Linked DNA regions of Mus musculus: region 2 is linked to region 1. The links are chromatin contacts, called in public HiChIP or PLAC-seq maps. All regions are on one chromosome and are shown on one strand. Each heading gives the region's core, a stretch centred on a gene start, on an enhancer-like site or on the middle of the called end of the contact. The rest is flanking DNA. Distances are from core to core; before and after follow the strand shown.

The links. HiChIP or PLAC-seq counts read pairs in DNA pulled down with a chosen protein or histone mark.
Region 2: an H3K27ac HiChIP or PLAC-seq map of heart atrium shows a contact between it and region 1, with 8 read pairs. The contact joins the enhancer-like site here to the promoter of Grk5 in region 1. A contact is called at or near these places in 9 of 39 promoter capture datasets (the C10 cell line, the HPC-7 cell line, cranial neural crest and 5 more), 1 of 15 datasets of contacts at CTCF or cohesin (CD8 T cells), 3 of 484 Hi-C or Micro-C datasets (bone marrow-derived macrophages and cortical neurons), 17 of 115 datasets of contacts at active chromatin or transcription factors (the 230-238 cell line, acute myeloid leukemia, bone marrow-derived macrophages and 12 more) and 3 of 9 other capture datasets (adipose tissue, liver and pancreatic islet).

The regions. Positions count from the first base shown.
Region 1 is chr19:60,888,062-60,894,361 of GRCm38.p6, reverse strand. It overlaps Grk5 (G protein-coupled receptor kinase 5), which reads right to left and starts at 4,613. Exons shown (of 16, transcript NM_018869.3): 1 at 3,731-4,613. The coding sequence starts at 3,782.
Region 2 is chr19:61,017,279-61,023,205 of GRCm38.p6, reverse strand. All of the region lies in intron 2 of Grk5 (G protein-coupled receptor kinase 5), which reads right to left. Among named protein-coding and RNA genes, the nearest start is that of Gm22520, 6.7 kb to the right of the region's middle. Within about 2 kb of position 1,490, at least 22 of the 459 cell types and tissues checked have an H3K27ac peak or open chromatin away from gene starts, as enhancers often do. A contact at or near this core is called in heart atrium and pancreatic islet, where this site is marked.

The DNA.
Region 1 (6,300 bases), core at 3,364-5,863:
AATTAGCAGGGATGCACAGTGAGAAGAACAAGAAAAAAGAAAGCAAACAAATTAATTTGTTTCTTTGTTTTGTAGGTTGGTTGGTTGGTTGGTTGGTTGGTTGGTTGGTTGGTTGGTTGGTTGGTTGAGACATTGTCTCATTAGGCATATTCCTGACTAGCCTAGAACCCTCCATATACAGGAGGGGGACCTCAAACTCACAGAGACCACTAGCCTACCTCTTGTGTGCTGGGATTAAAGGTGTGCATTGCTACATATGCCTAGCTTTTCACTCTTAGTTTTAATAAACTTTCACTATTTAAGGAAAGAAGTCTGGGCATTGTGGCACAGATCTGTAAATCCCAGCACTTGGGTAGTGGAGGCAAGAACACCAAAAATTCAAGGCCAGCCTGGTTGGGGGTTTAAGGTCAGTGTGGGCAGCACAGACCTTGTCTCAAAGGGGAGGTGGGGGGGGGTGGTCAAAGGTACTCACTATATGGACAAATCACTTTACAACATTCACAAAGTATATCTGTCTTTCTTTCAGGTTTGTACTCTTTGGAACAAATGTGACTTTTATTTGAAAGCCACATTTAAAATTGTTTACAATGTATTTTGGGAAGAGAACTTGCTTAAATTTCACATTCACCAATTATATTTCTCATCTGTAACCATTCAAAACAATCTTCAAGAAGTGTTTTTAAAACATTTTAAACAACTTGGTGCTTTGGAGTTTGCTTGTTTTCTATGTACTACAAAATCTATATTAGTTACTTCACTAGCCTAGCTAGAATTTTTCTTTCTTTCTTTTCTCTATTTTTTAATAGTATCTCATATTAAACTTGGACATCAACACCAAGACAGGGCGGCTGACCTTGAATTTAGGATCCTCCTATCTACCTCCCAAGGGCGGGATTGACAGTCCAGTGTAACCACACACAGTTTATTCCTGATAGGGATCAAAGCCAGGGGGTTTGGTGCCTGCTAGGTAAACACTTTTATATCCTAGCTTTTTTTTTTCCATCTATCTTTCTCTTCCTCCCTTTCTCAATTCCCATCATTCCCCCCCCCTTTTTTTTCCTTTCCTTCCTTCCTTTTACATAAATGGAAAAATAGTGCTAGGGACCAAATCAAGGCCTTTTACATGCTAGGCAAAAATTCTACCTCTGGAAACATTCATTTCTGAATATCTAAATAATACAGTTATTTGGAGAATTACTAAAATTCAGTAAGATGACTTTAAGTAGAAAACTTTAAAAAGAACATGTGTTTATTTCTAGACTCTTCCATGTTAATTGGGATAAGTTTAAAGCCTCAATAAAGTCCTAGTCTTTATTGAACAGAAGTACTTAAAATTGTAGACTCTTTTTAGACATAAAAGGGGAAACGTTAAATACAAGTTTTAAAATTGAGCTTCCATGTACATGATTAATTTATCGCTCATATGTCAATTTCTCTGTTTCCTTGCAGGCAAAGCCCTCTCATCTGGAAAGCATTCTTAAAAGCTGTTTCTCACCAGGAGATGTCTATTGAACTCTCACAGGAAAACTAAAAGACTTTAAAAGGAAAAAAAACAAAGGGCACATTCTTGAGTACTTCTAATCACAGTAATTTGGCCCCAATGGGAGTCCATCATTCCACTTATACTTCTAGTCCACAGCTTTCCTCTCTAAGACTCCGGAAAAACCTATATACTAACCCGATAAACAAAAATACCAGCCAGTATTCAGTAAAAACAGTGGAGATAATAACTGGAGATGGGGAAAACTTTCTAACTCTAAGTGAAACATTCGCAAAGAAGTCAGTGCTGAGGGAATAAATAAATGTATAGCATAGAGAATCCAAAGGAGCTAACTCCCGGGAAACAGAATAAATCAGTGGAACATACAAAGGCCTCCATGCCCAGAGATTCCCATAGAATCATACCCAGAGATTTCCCAAGAAATAATTTTAGAATTAATAGACAATTTGCCCAACCTGGAGTCCTGAGATGTACCATTGTGTCCCACCACTAGGTGGCAGGCTGCAAAGCTTGCAGGCAGGAGCTTTCTTCTTCACCTCCAGACACTGTCCCCATCCCAGTGAAGAACTGCCTACTCTACACCTAGTATTACTTCACTAAAAATATCAGGTTAGTGGAGGTGAGGGGACAAAAACTTTAGTCCCACCTCTAAATAAGTTAGGGGAAAGGGCAGTAGAGGAGGGAGACCTAAATATCTGAAACTCTACTCAGATTTCAGAGCATTTCCTCCTTTGGGGACTTCCAAAACAAGCCTTCCAGGTGGCTGTTTTAGGATGACAAGTGACCTCAAAGTGTCAAGATGAGTTGCTGAAATATAGCACAAGGTGGGTTGTATACCACCACACACCATGTACTGAGCCACAAGGTGGTGGAATGGGCTGGATAAACATGAGTTGTTTTATTGCTGGCCAGAAAATCTTCCTTCATTCATCAAAGTGGCTGAATGAAAACATTATGAAGTAGGGATGGCATTTTCCCGGGCTACTTGCAGAGAATCCTTCTGAAGGGAAAAAACTTACTCTGTCTGCCCTGGATATCAAATACAATTTTCTCCCAGGACAGGAAAACAACAACAACAACAACAAACCCTCCCCCTTCTTATAGAATGGTTGCACACCAGAATCCAAATCTTGGCAAATGCGATGTTACATAAATTCCAAGTTTTCCTAAATATGTATGTTTACATTCATGTAACACAAACCTTTTTGGACATCGAAGTTTCTGTCACCCCAAATACTTTTTCAAATCAAAAATCAAAAATCAAAATGCCTGGTACTGGGTATTACTAAGGATCTTACCTATTCCTGACAGCTAAATGCAGAAATTTAGTGAGATGCATACAAAACACAGCAGCACACTTGTCTATAACTAAGCCTTATCTACCTCAGGGTGGGAGCTGGGGTGGTTAATAACAACAATCCACCCTAAAAAAATTTAAATTATTTTCTCAGTGACTTGTAAAGCCGCCCTTTCATTATTCTATAAACTGGCTAATTCCTCAACATCTTACTTTGCCTTTAAAAGGCTTCCTTCCACACAACGACGGGATTTCCCTAAGAAAATTTCCCAGAGGATGATTTCCACCAATAGTCTTTATCAACTCAGCCTGCGCAAGCAAAGACTTGGTTTTTGCTAATTCCAATCCCACAACACACACACACACACACACACACACACACACACACACACATACACGAGAGAGAGAGAGAGAGAGAGAGAGAGAGAGAGAGAGAGAGAGAGAGAGAGAGAGAGAGAGAGAGAGAGAGAGAGAGAAGAGGATTGGAAGAGAAGAAACAGAGGAGAGGAGAAAGAGAAGAGACAGAGGAGAGAGGAGAAAGAGAGAGAGGAGAGAGTTTTTTCACATTCTTAAAACCATCCCGGGCCAACTCTAAAGACTGTTTTATTGGCACGTTTTCTTGCTTCTATCTCCTAAAAGAATGCTTTTCCAACTGCCCTTTCAACAGCTGCGGAGATCGAACGATTTCTAAGGTTCAGTTGGAAACTAGAGGATATTTTAGCATCTTAACTCGTCCCTGCAACTGTCTTTGCCCCGGTCCCTATCTTCTGAGCCCAAGGCTCAGAAGTCTCTCAATATTTGCAGACAGATCTCCAAGCTGTACCACTCGCACCAACTCACTGTGAGCATCCTGCACGCCCGCTTGTCACCCGACACCCGCACCCCGGCCCGCGGCAAACGCGCCGTGCACGCACCGGACCACCCGAGCTTACCTTCCCGGGCTTTCAGCAAGACCGTGTTGGCCACGATGTTTTCCAGCTCCATTGACAGTCGGCAGTCAGCGAGGGAGCCGGCCGGCTGTGCTGTCAGCGTCTGGGGTGATGCCGCTGCCGCTGCCACTGCTCGAGCTGCCGCCGCTGCTGCCAAACCCCAGAGCAAGCAGCCTGCCTGCTACCGCATTATTCTTTCTCGGAGCCCGCGGAGTTTCCCCCTCTGCACCGAAGAGACGCCGCCGCCGCTTCTTCCTCCCTCTGTGTCCCCCCTCCCCCCTCCCTCAACACTTTCCCCCCCACCCCCCACCCTCCGCGCGTCTCTGTCACTCCATTCTCCTCCCCTCCGGCTCCCTCGGATGCTTTAATGCTTCGGATGCTTCAGCCTCCCCTCGTTCCCCTCCCGGGGGTGTGGTACTCCAGGCTCGAGCCGCTGCAGCGCGCAGGCGTCTGCCCGGAGGCAACTCCCACCGCGCGCTCTGAACGCGAGGAGTGCTGGGAATTGTAGTCCCGCGTCTGACGGGGCGAGGGCTCTATTGCACCGGGACTGTGGAGCAGGACTGCTGCCGGTATGGCGCTGAGCCCAGGCGGCCCAGCCTCGCCGGCAGGAGTCAAAAACGACTCAGCCAAAACGAAACCCCCACTCCTGGAGCGCAGAGTCCCTTTCCTGTCCCGCCAAGATCCGAGAAAGCGGAAAGCACAAGCCAAGGCGGCAGAACGCTGCTGTGGGAGGCCCAGGAGTGAGCTGAGACCCGAGCGAAGGCGCGCTCCTGGGGTTCCGCGCGGCCCGCCGTCTGCCGCTCACACGCGCCAGGTCTCTGACAAAGGTGCACTTTGTTTCCGGGCAGCAAGGGGTTCGGCCAGCCCGGGGCGACCTGGCGGCCGCTGATCTCTAGGCACGAAGTATGCGCGCCCCCTGGCGACGGCGCGTCTATGGGAACCAGAAGGCAGGCGCCTGGGACTCTCGGGATCCCCACGCACAGAGCAGCTTCACTTTGCAAGCCCGGGAGCCCAAAACCCCAAGATTTTCATTATAACCAAACATATTGTAGTCGAATTACTAAAAACACATAAGAAATCGAATCTTCTGTGGAAATGTTGATGAGTAACAAGCCAAGCCAGCATGAAAAGGCATTCAAATTCCAGGCTTGTTTATCTTGGAGCACTTGGCTCCTTACACTTTCAGAACCTCGGACTCCAGATCTGGTCCCAGCTCCTCTTTCCCCAAAACTTCTAATGCTGGGAAATTAGCTGTCCGGTCACCTGGAGTCTTTCGAGGAGAGTCCTAAGAGCTGGGGGCGGGGCTGCCAGGTCCCAGGGAACAATGAGGCCTTTGCCTCCTCTGGGCCTTTCGGGCCGGATATCCGTTCTGAAACTAGTCTGAGGCTTCTGTGTCCAAGAGAAGGAAAAGCCGGCTGTCCCCAGAGCAGCCAGGAAATAGGGAGGGGCCTAGAGAAATGGAAAACAGTCATTAAGCATTGGAGCTAATGGTGTTTTAAGTGTGGTTACCAGACTAGTGCTGGTTCTAACAGTTAGTGATAGTCTTTTTCCTAGTGGGTATATCTGCCACCACCACTTGCCTAGTGTCTGGACTTGGATCAGTGGGCCTCACTTGTCTACAAGAAGAGTTAAGTTTGCTTGTCAGAAGACAGAGAGTTGAGCAAACAACTTGAGCACCTGACAGCACAGGAATTACTACTGTTCTAAGCAATCTAAACTTAGACTTTACTACAGACTCTCATTCCCAGAGCCCCAACGTGTGATGAAGGAATCTCTCTCAAAAAGAAAGTTATATGTAAGTACACTTTAGCTGTCTTCAGACACATCAGAAGAGGGTGTCACATCTCATCTCCTTATGGATGGTTGTGAGCCACCATGTGGTTGCTGGGACTTGAATTCAGGACCTTCAGAAGAGCAGTCAGTGCTCTTAACCACTGAGCCATCTCTCCAGCCCGTTTATTGACTTTTTTCACCATTTTTTCCCACTTTTTTTTTTTTTTTGAAACAGGGATTCATAAAACCCAGGCTGGCCTATAGTTCCTGATTCTGCTGCCTGGGTCCTCTGTAAGAGCAGTGAGTGCTGTTAAACACTAAGCCATAATATTTCATCTCCAAAACATTTTTGTTTTGTTTCCTTTTTTGATAAAATTTCCTTGTGTAGCCCTTGCTGTCCTGGAACTAGCTCTGTGGATGAAACTGGCCTCAAACTCAAAGAGATCTGCCTGTGTCTGCCTCCCAAGTGCTGGGACACCACTGTTGGAGTTCCATAACATTTTTTTTAATGATTAAGTTTGACCTGGTTACAAACTTCCTGTGTTTACCAGTCCTAAAGATTTTTAACAATGCAGATTCTGATTAAAATGCAGATGTAGATCTAGGGCAGATCCTGAAATTTCTGTGAGGAAACACACCACCCTCTTGAGTAGCAAAGCTCTGTTGACTGTAACTCATACCACTCTATTTTCTAATATCCAGCCCCAACCCGAGTCAGCAGTAGTTTTCCTCTCTGGTAGATAGAAGCATGCTTGTTTGCCTCTCTGTAAAGGCCTGCCTTTCTCCATTTTACAGAGATA
Region 2 (5,927 bases), core at 241-2,740, 130 kb before region 1:
GGATTTTGCCAAATCTATATCATGGCTGTCTTTCACAGCAGGTGGTTACAATTTATAGTAGTGTATAGAGACCACAATGCCTGAGATATCCCCTCTATATAACAGGATTACCCAACTACCCACAGAAATAATGCTAACAGTCAGCAAGTGGCTCTGGGTAATGAGTTTGTCTTGGGTAAATCCCATTCCAGAGGCTCAGCTGCCCCATGAACTGCTGACACTAACACATAAGAGCACCCCACCCAGTCCCAGCATATGGTCTGTCTTGTGTGAATAGCAGCCAGGATGACAGATGATAGAAATGAAGGCTTTTATTGCATTGAAGTCTCTGAAAGGTAAGTAAATAGAACCAATGTAAAAAGGCTTGACACCCTGACAACGGGCTCTCAAGCTGAGTTGCTTTTCTGTCCTTGAGCCACTGGATTCAAGCTCTGGGAGGGCTTGGATCTATTACCAGCTTTCCCTTGCATGGAGACCCTCACTCTGAATGAAGCCACATGTCTCTCAATAGCTCATGCCTGCGGTTAAGAAGTTAATTCCTTTAAGACTCAGAAACAGTAATGATATTGATAGTGAAGATAAATAAATGTTGTCATTGTTTTCATTCTTTCCCAGTTACGTGAAATGGGAACATACTTTCTTAATTAAGACTCTGTGGTATGTGGGCACTTAGTGGGCAAGCAGATCTCCCCAACAGAAGGCCAGAACACAGACACAGAGGACACCAGAGCTCCCCTCTGATATCCACAAGACCTGAGTTCAACACTGACCACCCAATACCCACCCCGCCCCCTGGGGCTTTTGGAGTCTTGGCCGCAATCCTTCTATAGCAAACATGGAACATCCATGGGTGGCAGTGTAGGGAGGGGTGACCATGACTGGAACCTGCTTAGGACTGTTTTCATTGTTGCCCCAGGCACTCCTTGAACTTGAGCCAAGGAAAATGTAGGTTCCATTTCAGGAATAAGAACAAGAATGAAATGTGGCTTCCTGAGGAAATGGAAATGCTAACACCGGAGCCCTCTGAAATGAAACCACATGTTATAGTAAACTGGGGGTGGAGATGGGGAGGCCCCCAAAAAGGATTCCTGCTGCCATTTCTCCACCAGATAGATACCCATGTCATTGTACTCTATTTAACTGTATTTCCCTGAAACACCAGGTTATTGGCAAGGAAACAAGTTCTTCATGGTCCCTAAGACAATATAGGAAACCCATGTGGAGACTGAATTAAAGTCCACAAGCCTCCATTCTGCCACATTCCAGATCTGATACAATAAACAGAGAAGGTGATTTGAAATCAACTTTCTCTCAAATGTTCCTGCCAAAGCTGGAAAAAGCAGTCTGGCTTTTGCTCTGAGGAAAAATAGTCTGTGACGTTAGAGAGGAGTGATAGCGTCCTGAGTAAGGGCAGTTCCTCACAGTCTGCCCCCTGGAAGGAGCAGGAAAAGGGAAACATTTGGTATTTAGTTAGCAACAGCTGAGCTGGTTCTGATTACTTCAAGAATGATGTTGTATATGAATAAAAATGACATATGGCACATTACACAAACACACCCTCACCAAATGCCATCTTCCTGTGCCTCTTTCCCCCCTCATTCTGGTCTCTAGTTTTACCAGTGCCTTGTGCTTGTCACATATCTTGGGAATATCATAAATAGAAAGCCCAGGTTTTACACAGTTGGTGGCACTTAGAGAAGTCACATGTCAAAGCCATTTTTTTTTTTTTTTTTTGGAGCCCAGGTTGCCAGTAGGAGGGAAAGAAGAGTGCATGCCTGTAGCTTTGAAGAAAGAAGATTTAGGTTCCATGGGTTGCAGGGGCAGGGTGCTTTTGGGTGACCCTCAAAGTGCATCAGAAAGGTATCTGGAAGTCCAGGAAGGGGCTAAGGCTGAGATTGTCAGAGTGTGGAGATATGGTATTCATACTATGGCCCCCTACAAAGTACCCTAACCTCAGTCAGGCAATGACCTCCTTCTCATTCCTAAAGTACAAAAAGCAGATATAGTCTCACAGTAGGAATGGAATGAAGAACTAGTAAATTAAGGGGTAGGGTGAGGGAGATGGGAGGACCAGTTAGGGGAGAAGGACCCAGAATCCTAGGAAGAGCTGGAGACAGAGTCAGGAACTGGGTTCCAGGTCTGACTCTAACTTACCAATTCTAAAAGGAGAGGAAGCACTGGACTTGAACTGCTCTCATCTGCTCCAAAGCATCTCTGTGACTGAAAACCTCACTTCTGCACACTACTCAGAGGACATGATACCCTGCAGCAGAAAAGTCACCTGGAATATCAGTGCTGCTGCTTCTGAATGCTGGGAGCAAGTAGGAAACATAAATGCAAACCCTATGCTCGCTTCTATTTTAATAAACTTTCACAAATTTTAAATTTTACAAATGTTGAAATTTTCACAAATGAAGAGCCTGGAAAGCAAAGATCTGTGACTGTCAGTCATCCAGTTTTGTGCAGGGGGTAAAAAAACGGGTGGTGCTCAGAACTCTGTTTTACTTCGCAAGCGAGGCAGAACTTCCCAGTGATCTAAGTCCAGGCCTGCCACAGAGCAACCAAGGACAGCCTGGCTTAGAGTAAATGATGCTCTCCATGCTGGGGCCCTGCTGCAACCATCCTAGGGATGCCATCCCTTTACTCGGGCATTCTTTCACTTGGTTGTTTATTTGTTTGTTTTCTCTCAGACCTGTAAAGTTTTAGGAGAGTCACTATCCAGGCCACTCCCAGACAGACTATATCAACACTGGGGTAGAATGGATGTTTTGTGGAAGTTTACCAGGTGGTTCCAACACTAAATTCCCTATAAGGTCTGGCTCACTACTGTGTACCTACGGCAGCACTTGGCCCAAGCAGCAGAATGGGTGTATGCACAAAAATAATGAGCTATGGAGCAGCAAACTAATGGAAGCAACAATGCTACTTCCAAATCTCAGGCCATTCCCTGGACATCCCTCTATGGTCAACATACTGGAAATGAGGATCACCCAAAAGCACTAGGTGATAGTTAATTGTTAGTAATATGCCTCCCATTCAACAGCAACAAAGGAAGACCAGATGACTTGCTAGACTCTCAGTACCAATCAGAGCTACAGAATCCCCAACTCTGACCAGGTATCCCTGCTTCTTCCTGGACCACTGGCCAGGGTATAGTAAGGCTAACAGCTATGCAGCCAAATGTAGCTTGAGAAGTGAATTCCTGGGAAGGTGTAGTAATAATAGTCTCCCCAAAGTCCTAATGTCTCTAGGTTAGCAATTTCTTAGTCCTCACATGATTTCCTTCAACATGATTCCCAATGAAAAATTCAGTCTTAGCCTGTGTATTCATGGCAGGCATTTCACCAATCAGTACCCAAGACTCTTTCTCAACCTGGTGCAAAGACACCAGTCTTAGCAGGAAACTCAATCTGCTCTTCAGTTCTCATTCTTGGTATGCAGAGAAAAAAATACAGAAGGACCCTCCTCTATTTCTTCCTCCAAGCCATCATGGGTTTGACCCGTTGGAATATAACCCTGATCTTTGGTATAGTTTGGCAAATATCAAACTACATCAAATCCTTCTTTCAAGCCTTCCACCTGTGATTAGCCTGGCTTTAGTCTAATGAGGAGTTGTAAATGCTAAAGAGGGAAATAGAGGTGTGCTCACAGGCATAAGAGTTTACCCAATGTCTGTTTCAGATAGAGATCAGAGGAAGACGGTGTTTTACCAGGATCTAGTACAGGGGAGCAGGTATCTAGACTTAGATATTGCTTAGAGATGTCACCTGTTGATGTTGGGACTGTGTGTGCATAAGCAAGTACATGTGTGTATGTAATGTATGTGTGAGAGTACACATACATGTGAATGAGCATGTGTGTGAAATCCAGAAGCCAATGCTGGGTTTCTTCCTCAATCACTGTCCACTGTATTTTCTAATACATTCTCATTGAACTTGGAGCTCACCAATTCACCTAGACTGGCCAACCAGAAAGCTCCAGGGGTCCATCTAGTTCTGCCTCCTCAATGTCTCCTTGGTGTCAGGAATAGGGACATGTACTAATGCATCTAGCCTCCTGCATGGGTGCTGGAGATCTAAATTCAGATCCTCATGCTTGTATTGATGAAGCCACCTCTTCAGTCTCTGTTGTCAGAATTTAAATAAAGATTTTTTGTCAGAGCTACTTTTAGGAAAGAGAAAGGTTTAGGTCAGACAGTGGCCTTCCTATTTTGCTACCAGGTATATAAAATAATGATAATAAAATAAAACTGAAGCAATAGTAGGTAACAAAAACAGAGCTACTTTGCTGTATGTTAAATACCATCCTAGACACCACATACTTGTCTCGTGTAGCCTTCAGTTGTCTATGGGAAGATACTGTCTTAGATAAGGTTTCCATTGCTGTAAAGAGATACCATGACCAAGGCAACTCTAATTGGGGCTGGCTTACTGGTTTTGAGGTTCAGTCCATTATCATCATGGTACCGTCCAGGCAGGCATGGTACTAGAGGAGCCAAGAGTTTTACATCTTGACCAGAAAGCAGCTAAGAGAAGACTGGCTCTTTCAAGCAGCTAGGAGAAGGTCTCAAAGCCCATCCCCACAGTGACACTTTCTCCAACAAAGCCAAACCTACTCCAAGAAGGCCACACCTCCTAATAGTACCACCCCCTGGGCAAAACCACCACAGGTACTATAACCACTCTGTATTTCAGATGCTTGAAAATAAAGCCCTAATCAGAGTCAGCATAAGGTTAAGGAGCCAGCAAGAGGCAGTGCTGGGGTTTGACCATAGTTTTTGCTGACTACAGATCTAGCCTGCATTTCTTAGCTTCTTGAAATCCACAGTAACAACAGACAAGGACCCGAATCTAAAAAGTAGGTGATATTATGTCAATGCCACCAGGTGACAACGTTCATAGGGAATAAGAGGTACCCAAGAATGATAGTTAATATGTCAAACTACAGGATCTAGAATCACCTAGGAGACAAAGCTCTGAGTATACCTGTGAGAGAATCTCTGGATTAGGTTAGGCTCTTAGCATGTCTGTGTGGAACTGTCTACATTCACTGTGGGCAACACTATTCTATGGGTTGAGGTCCAGTACTGAATTAAAAGGAGAAAGTGAGCTGAATAGGAACATTTCATTTCTCCACTTCCTTTTTTCAGATTCAACGTAACCAGCTGCCTCAAGCTCTTGCAAGCCATGCCTTCCCCATCATCATAACTTGTACCCTCAAATATGTGTCAAGATAAATCCTTTCTCCTTTAAGTTGCTTTTGTCAGGGTATAATTATCATAGCAACAGGAAAAGTAACTAAGACACTAAGTAATCCAGATATCTGTGGGTCCATTTAGGTCTAGACTGCCTCTGCCCCATCTGCAGTCATCCTCCAGAAGATGAGGTCTGGAAAAACATGACTGCCCAGGACTAGCTGTCAAATAGGTACCTACATGCACTTGCCAGTCCAGCTAAGAGATTGAGTTGGGATGCCCTCCTAGTCTTGTCACAGAAAGTGGGAACTGACTTCAGCTTCCTGACTTCTGCATCATGTACCACACAGGATTGTGCAACTCACATTTTGTCTCATGCCTTTGGCTACTGTTCTAAGAAGCAGCCTTGCCTCCTTAGTTAAGCTGTAAGTCCTCTCTGTCTTACTATCTTTTACCTATAGTGTTTGGGACAGTCTAGATTCTTATGAAATCACCAATAAATTATACAAATAATAAGAATGATTAAAAATGTAAAAGCCCTGAGAACTTGTCCAAACAAATCTGGTGTTCCTTCAAGTCCCAAGTGCCCAAAGGAGAGACTTTAAGCCAACAGGACAGGAATATAAACAGGGTTAGTCTGCCTCAGAGTCAGCAGAGGACTAGAATGCTTCACTTCTCAAACATCCAGGAACCTAGAACAGAGCCAGACACAGAGCCATGAGAAATGACTCTT